Regions from separate parts of the Sus scrofa genome. Here regions 2 and 3 are each linked to region 1. The links are chromatin contacts, called in public Hi-C maps. All regions are on one chromosome and are shown on one strand. The core of a region is the stretch at or near the end of the contact, and the rest is flanking DNA. Distances in the headings are between cores, read along the strand shown. Region 1 holds the start of TNS2 (tensin-2). Region 2 holds the start of SOAT2 (sterol O-acyltransferase 2). Region 3 holds the start of SPRYD3 (SPRY domain containing 3).

Evidence for each region. Hi-C and Micro-C count contacts between places; a contact is called where the count stands out from the background.
Region 2: a Hi-C map of mesenteric adipose tissue shows a contact between it and region 1, with 3 times the contacts expected there. The contact joins the promoter of SOAT2 here to the promoter of TNS2 in region 1. A contact is called at or near these places in 3 of 5 promoter capture datasets (fetal liver and liver), 22 of 47 Hi-C or Micro-C datasets (adipose tissue, alveolar macrophages, blood and 14 more) and 2 of 2 datasets of contacts at active chromatin or transcription factors (alveolar macrophages and skeletal muscle).
Region 3: a Hi-C map of skeletal muscle shows a contact between it and region 1, with 2.0 times the contacts expected there. The contact joins the promoter of SPRYD3 here to the promoter of TNS2 in region 1. A contact is called at or near these places in 9 of 47 Hi-C or Micro-C datasets (embryonic fibroblasts, heart right ventricle, liver and 3 more) and 1 of 2 datasets of contacts at active chromatin or transcription factors (skeletal muscle).

What each region holds. Positions count from the first base shown.
Region 1 is chr5:18,304,212-18,306,755 of Sscrofa11.1, forward strand. It overlaps TNS2 (tensin-2), which reads left to right and starts at 1,277. Exons shown (of 31, transcript XM_021091695.1): 1 at 1,277-1,295; 2 at 2,143-2,316. The coding sequence starts at 1,290.
Region 2 is chr5:18,357,664-18,360,207 of Sscrofa11.1, forward strand. SOAT2 (sterol O-acyltransferase 2) reads left to right here and starts at 1,278. Exons shown (of 15, transcript XM_021091697.1): 1 at 1,278-1,582; 2 at 2,535-2,544. The coding sequence starts at 1,462.
Region 3 is chr5:18,337,394-18,339,937 of Sscrofa11.1, forward strand. It overlaps SPRYD3 (SPRY domain containing 3), which reads right to left and starts at 1,269. Exons shown (of 11, transcript NM_001245003.1): 1 at 1,169-1,269. The coding sequence starts at 1,191.

The DNA.
Region 1 (2,544 bases), core at 27-2,526:
CTGCTTTTCCTCTCAGCACCGGCTGAGGGCTCAGCGCTCTCCTATCTCCATGTCACTTTGTGTGTGTGTGCATGCACGTGTGTGCGTGCGTGCATGTGTGTGTGTGTGTGTGTGTGTGCGTGCGTGTGTGTCTTTTAAGGGCCGCACCCGCGGCATATGGCGTTTCCCAGGCAGGGGTCAGATTGGAGCTGTAGCTGCTGGGCTGGACTACACCACAGCCATAGCAACACGGAATCCCTAACCCACTGAGTGAGGCCAGGGATCGAACCTGCATCCTCGTGGGTACTAGTCAGATTTGTTTCCACTGAGCCAGGACAGGAACGCCTACATCTCACTTCAGAGGTGCTCCACAGGGTGGTGAGACTCAAAGCTTTGCTTCCCTGGCCACCCAACACAGGGGTGAGTGAGCCACCCACATGGACAAGAGCAAGAGTCAGAGGATGTTTGGGGACCTACTGCCAAGCAAGGGGAGTTTCTATGCCTCAGGAGGCAGCAGGAGTAGAAATAAGCCAGCAAGAGGGTCTGGCTCAGGATACCTGCAATAGCAGGAGAGAAAGGCCACCCCCCACCCCCACAGCTACCCTAGCACCTCTCCTGGCCCTGGCAGGACTGGGGACTAGACCAGGCCAGGCCCCCGTTGCCCTCACTGGCCAGGGCCCTGGAATGTCCTGGGACCCAGCCAGGGCTGATGGGGTGGGAGTGGGTTACAGAGCCAATGCCCCTCTCCAGTTACAGGCTAGGCCTCCCTCTGGCCAAGGTACCCTGGGGACAGACCTTCTGACCTGGAAGTTGAATTAGAGCTTCAAGGGCGAATGAGGCCCAGCGCGGGCAGAACCAAGGATGTGTCCTGAGTGGGCTCATCCCACAGGAGGCAGGGTTAGACCAAGCAGACGGGCAAGAGGGGGAAGAGGGAAGCCTGGGACCTGGTGGGAGAAGCCGGAGCTAGGGGAGCTGCCAGAGCCCTGGGTGGGTCAGTAAATATGGTACAAATTGCGGAGGGGGGCACATCTGCACATTCTTTCAAGCAACTGGACGGCTCTGTCCAGGGCTTGGGGCTGAGGACCCCTAGGCTGTTAACCCCTTATCCTTGGGGAAGATCACTGCCCCCCTTTCCAAGGCCCCAGTCCACCTCCTTCCCTTGACTCCCGGGACAGGAAGCTGGCCTTGTTCCCAGGAGGGAGGCAGGAGGCCCACGGAGGGGGGTGGAGTGTGGTTGGGAGGGGGGCCTGCTGTCCAGTCCTCGGGCCCTGGGACAGCTGCTGAGGAAGGAGAACCGAACAGGGAGAGCCATGAAGGTAGTTCTCAGGCTTGGGGCTCCTGCGGTGGGGACGGGGCCCAGGCCCAGGGCCTGGGATGGAGGGCTTAAGGGGCTGGACTCAGAAGCAGAGCTGGGGACCCAAGCGGTCCCCCGAAACAAGCCAGGGAGTAGAGTCGGTGAGTGGGGGGCTGTGTGAGGAGCAGAGCTCTCAGGAGAAGGGCCTCAAAAGCTTTGGGCGGGTGCTGAGGAATGGCCCGCTCCTGTGGGCAGAGCGGTCTCTGGCTGGAATTTGACCTTCCAGGGTGGACGGTGGGGCCAGGGGGGCTGTGCCTCTGTTCCTTTCCCTACTTCTTCACCATCAGGGAAGCTGAGGCAGGAGGCTGACCCGCAGGTTGCCCTCCAGCCCCTGGACAGGCAGGCCGGCCTTCTAGGACAGTGATTCCCAGCTCCCCGCCCTCCCCACCAGAAGTCCCCAGGGCACCCACCCCAAGAGTTCAGGCTCAGAGGCTGGCGGAGGCTGGCCGGGCTGGGACGCAGTGTTCCCCACTGGCCACTGGTCCTTGAGCCCTGCCCTGAGATCTAAATTCCCACCCCGCCCCTGCCCCGCCCCCTGGGGGCTGGATCTCATGATCAGCAGATCCCTGGATAGGGTGGATCCCTGGGCCAGGGGCCGCACCAGAGTAGGGGCAGTCGAGGGCAAAAGATCCTGGGTTGACACTCCCAGCAGGGTAGATCCTGGGAATCTGATCTCCTGGCCTCCCCCACATCCTCCCCCCTCCCCCACTTCCTGGAGCAGCGACCTGCCCCCTCCCCCCCTGCGCTCCCCTCCACTTCCAGGGCTGGGCTTCTCCTCACACCAGCCAGACAGCCTACTCTCCACCCAGGGGAAGCGGCTGCCTCCGCCAGGCTGCTTCCAGGAAGCCCCGGGCCAGGCCCCAGCATTGTTCGGGCCCCACAGCCGGCACCCCAGGCAGCCGGACACCATGAAGTCCAGCGGCCCCGTGGAGCGGCTGCTCAGAGCCCTGGGGAGGAGGGACAGCAGCCGGGCCACCAGCAGGGTAGGAGTACCCGTTGGCTGGGCAGAGGAGGGGCAGGGGTGGAGGTGTGGGCAGTGGGGGAGGGGGCCAGGACTCAGGCCAGACCCTCTTCCCATTTCCACTTCCGCAGCCTTCTCCCCTTATCCTGCGTCTCCTTGTGACTCCGCTGCTTTGGGGTGGCCAGGGCTGGGGCATGAGCAGCAGAAATTTGGGTTAGAGCAGACCCTGGTGCCTCTTTTGGCTCCCCTG
Region 2 (2,544 bases), core at 28-2,527, 53 kb after region 1:
TTCCCCCCACCCTTTCTTCTGTTGCAACATGAGTATCTAGACAAAGTTCTCAATGCTATTCAGCAGGATCTCCTTGTAAATCTATTCTAAGTTGTGTCTGATAAGCCCAAGCTCCCGATCCCTCCCCCTCCCATCAGGCAGCCACAAGTCTCTTCTCCAAGTCCATGATTTTCTTTTCTGAGGAGATGTTCATTTGTGCTGGATATTAGATTCCAGTTATAAGTGATATCATATGGTATTTGTCTTTGTCTTTCTGGCTCATTTCACTCAGGATGAGATTCTCTAGTTCCATCCATGTTGCTGCAAATGGCATTATTTCATTCTTTTTTATGGCTGAGTAGTATTCCATTGTGTATATATACCACTCTTCCGAATCCAATCATCTGTCGATGGACATTTGGGTTGTTTCCATGTCTTGGCTATTGTGAATAGTGCTGCAATGAATATGCGGGTGCACGTGTCTCTTTTAAGTAGAGTTTTGTCCGGATAGATGCCCAAGAGTGGGATTGCGGGGTCATATGGAAGTTCTATGTATAGATTTCTAAGGTAGGAAGGAAACTATTATTTATTGAGCTCTTGCCCTGAACCAGGCCCTGGACTGCCTGCTTTTCCTTGGACTACCTCAGTTGGTGCTTACAGTAGCCCCGTGAGGTAGAGACTGGTGCCTGTTTTTCACAGGAGAAACCCGTAGCTTAAACTATATGGGTTATTTGCCTGAAGATCCACAGCCAGTAAATGATCAACGAGGGAGGATTTAAATCTGGTTCTTCCATATGTGACAGCACCTGGTATTCCTCAGGTGCTGAATAAGTGCACCTGGTATTCCTCAGGTGCTGAATAAGTGCTTGTTTTGCCTCCTGTTGGCCTACCGCCTAAGCTCAGCAGGTGGAGGGAGGAGCCATTGTGCAAGGGGCCCTGGTACCTAGCACTTCCTGGAGGGGCCACGGCACCACCTGTTGTCACAGGTGCCAAGCTCATCAGGATAGAAACCCCACGTACACAAAGAGTCAGAGTCATCAGCAAGTTTCTTGCACACACCTTATCATGGTCTAAGGGAGCTGAGAGCACCGATCCCTGCAGATATTTCTGGCTCCTTCCTGACCTTCAGCCTACTGGAAAGAGATTGGAAGGATGCCAGGCCAGGTGATAAGCCTCAGAGAGGCGAGGTCGCCTCCCCACGACTTGCATGGGTGTCGAGAGCCCACCATTCCTGTGGGAGGGAGATGGGCCCATGGGCGGAGGTTGGGCTATTTGTTGGGGGGTTGTGTCCATGCCTGTGACAGCCAGCAGAGCGGAGCCAGGGCTGAGATGGTGCTGACTTCCTGGATAACCTCTAAACCCCTCCTCCTGAAAGGACTTTGGAGCTGTTAGAGGAGCCGAGGGAGATAAGAGCGTGGCCAGGCAAGCTTGAAGGAAGGGAGGGAACGCTCACTGGCCACCACTGCCTGGTGAAGACACATCATGGAGCCCAGGGCAGCCCAGCTGCGGCAGAGAGGAGGGCTAGGAAAAGAGCAGGAGGACCAGCCCTGCAGAGAAGGGGAGCCCCGATCTGGGAGTGCAGATCGCCCAGGTGGGGTTGGAGGTGGGCATACGCTGTCAGAGGGGGCTCCTGCTGTTTATCTTCACTCCTTCTTGCTGTTCTGGGACAGACCCAGCTTCTGCCCCCTAACGACCCAGCTTCTGCCACCTAACGAGCCAGTTGGGGAGGGGAGGAGAGAAGGGATATTCAGTGCTTTGCCGTATCTTTTTGACTCTTTCACCTGAGTGGGTGATCAGAATAGCTTCCTGGAGTTTCCGCTCTGGCTCAGAGGCTAACAAACCCGACTAGAATCCATGAGGATGCCGGTTCGATCCCTGGCCTTTCTCAGTGGGTTAAAGATCCAGCGTTGCCCTGAGCTGTGGTGTAGGTGGCAGACGTGGTTCAGATTTGAGTTGTTGTGGCTGTGGCGTAGGCTGGTAGCTACAGCTCTGATTCTACCCTTAGCCTGGGAACCTCCATATACTGCGAGTGCAGCCCTAAAGCGACAAGAGATAAAAAAGAGAGAGAGCGAGAATAGCTTCCTGCTCCCTGGGTCCCCGTTTCTAGTAATGTGATCAGGCTCCTTGCTTGCCAGGGGCCTCCTCATCCCCCTGCAAAAATAACTTCCCCAGAGTTCCCATTGTGGCTCAGCAGGTTAAGAACCCGACTGGTATCCAAGAGGATGTGGGTTCGATCCCTGGCCTCGATCAGTGGGTTAAGGATCTGGTGTTGCTGTGGCTGTAGTGTAGGCTGGCTGCTGCAGCTCTGATTCAACCCTTAGCCCCAGGAACTTCCATATGCCACAAATTTGGCCCTAAAAAGCAAAAAGCAAACAAACGAAAACTTCCCCTTCTGATTGCCTGCCACCCCCCTCTGATGATACTAGATATTGACTGTTGGCTGGGAGGCGGGGAGGCTGCTGAGCACACAGAAAGCACTGCCTGGACACAGGATGCCTCTGGGTTTGCACAAGGCAACAGAACCCTAACTCTTCCCCTTTGACCCCATCTCCTAGGAAACAATGA
Region 3 (2,544 bases), core at 19-2,518, 33 kb after region 1:
TATCAGAAGAGAATGAGAAGAAGGTCAGGGCCAGAGCAACATACTACAGACCACAGAAAGGAGTCAGAATTTTATTCCAAGTGTGATGGAAAATCCCTGGAAGGTTTTAAGCAAGGAAATGATATGCTCTTAAGGTTTATCAGATTGTAAAGCTGTCAGGCTGTTGATTGCTGGCTAAACTGATCATAAGAGGAGCAAGAACAGAAATGGCAGTTGGAGCTGTTCTGAAGAGACGGCATCCACTAAGATGGCAGCAGTGAAGAAGGGGAGGAGTAGGATGACCCAGGTATTTAAACCACCAAGAGGCGGGTTCGATCCCTGGCCTTGCTCTGTGGGTCAAGGATTTGGTGTTGCCAGGAGCTGCGATGTAGGTCGCAGACTTGGCTGGGATCCGGTGTTGCTGTGGCTGTGGCACAGGCCCGCAGCTGTAGCTCCGATTAGGCGCCTAGCCTGGGAAGCTCCATAAGCCGCTGGTGCGGCCCTAAAAAAACAATAATAATAATAATAATAATAAAAAACCACCAAGAGTGCTAACATATGAACGAATGAATGAGCGGATTTTTCCTGGGAGCCAGAAGTGACAAAAAGGGGAGTTATTTTTCTCTTCCCATCCCCCAAACTCCGGGACAAGGGTTTCATCCAGGCCTGACCATGCCTTGCACACAGCAAGGGTTTAGGTAGCCAAGCCTGGGCTGAATTCAACCCCAACGCGCATGTTACAGGATTCTGCAGTCGCTACAAGCCACCGTGTGGCCCAGAAGGCTAGGCACCTGCGGGGCAGCCCGGGACTGGCTTCCTGGGCCCTCGGCCAGGGCTTGACCCCAGGTCGACGCTGGCGCCCCAGACTTAGAGGAGCATCTGCTTGCCTAGAATCCCACAGCCTTGGCACCGGCGAGTGGTGGCGCCCTCCGGCCCCGCCTCTACCCCAGGCGCAGCCCGAGCACTCAGTTGAGGGTCAAGGGGGAAAGGGCCCCGGCCGTCAGTGTGACTACGCCCAGTCTCCCCCTGCCCGGCACTGGGCCCAGGGTCCCCGGGGAGGAAACCCAGTGACCAGAACGCAAGGCCCGCCCCGACTCCAAAGCCTCCGCCCAGGACCCCCGCCTCCCGCCTCAGGCTCCGTGGAGACCGACCCGAGGCCTCCGGGACCCCGCCCCCGATCCCCGCCTACCGGGGCCGCCGCGTCCTCCTCATCCATAGGCCTCTCAGCTCCGCTCACTAGCTCTTCGGCCGCCGCCACCACACACATCCGGGTCCCCGCCCTTCCTAAGCTCCCGGAGGCCCGCCCCTTTCCACCACCTCGGCCAATCTTTAGCGGCTGAGAACGACAGGCATCTGCAGGAGCCAATCGAAGGGCGCAGACCGGATCGGGCGCGGCCCGGTGAACCGGGTACCTAGTGCCGGGCAGGGGCTGGTAAACCCGGGTGTCGAGAGGGTGGGAGGTGACGACGTGGCGGCGCGGACTCTGCGCGGGGCGCCCCGGGCGCTGACTGGCCAGTCCAGGGGCGGCTCCCGCAGCGGACGGGGCGGGCAGGGAAGGTCGCTGCGCACCCACAAATACTATTTCCACAGCGTTCGTTCTGAGTCAGATGCTAAGAGCTTTGTAGAAATGTCCTTTTAATCCACTCAACAACCCTATGAAATGAATTTTATTATTAAATCCTTTTTGCAGATGCGCGAGCCTGAGGCTGGCCTCCATAGCTCGTGCGCCGGTTACCATATGCTTTGTAGTCTCCTGAATTATACCGTTACCATGTGCTTTATATTCTCCCGAGCTCCATTTCATGTCACCTTTCATTCATTTCTGGGCAGCACCTTCTCTGCCTGGAAGACACAACTTTGGATGCAAAAAGCACAGTTGCATGAAATGGCATACTGTGCAGGAAGGTTTGAATGACTTATGGAAAGTTAGACTGGGGCTGTAATGTGAAGGGAAGAAGGACACCAACATATATTGAGCACCTACTAAAGGGTGTTTATTAGGAGTTCCCTGGTGATCTAGTGCTCAGGACTCTGGTCTAGTGGTTAGGACTCTCCGCTTTCACCTCTGAGGCCCTTCCATTCCTGACCTGGGAACTGAGATTCCACATCAAGCTGATGCTCCGGGCCGAATAAATAAATAAAAACAAAAGGTGTTGGCGTTCCCATTGTGGCTCAGTGGTTAACGAACCCGACTTGTATCCATGAGGACGTGGGTTCGATCCCTGACCTCGCTCAGTGGGTTAACGATCTGGCCTTTCTGTGAGCTGTGGTGGAGGTCTCAGACGCAGCTGGGATCTGGGGTTGCTGTGGCTGTGGCATAGGCCGGCAGCTGTAGCTCTGATAAGACCCCTAGCTTGGGAATCTCCATATGCCTCCGGTAGGACCCTAAAAAGACAAAAAACAAACCAAAAAAAAAGGAAATCTGGACTATAATGCCAGATCTGTGATTGATGTTTACTTGTTATGTTTCCTTAGGCTCCTTAATCTGCAATCTGTCTTTCCTGAATAGTAGATGCCAATTTTTTTTTTTTTTTTTTTTTTTTTTTTTGTCTTTTCTAGGGCGGC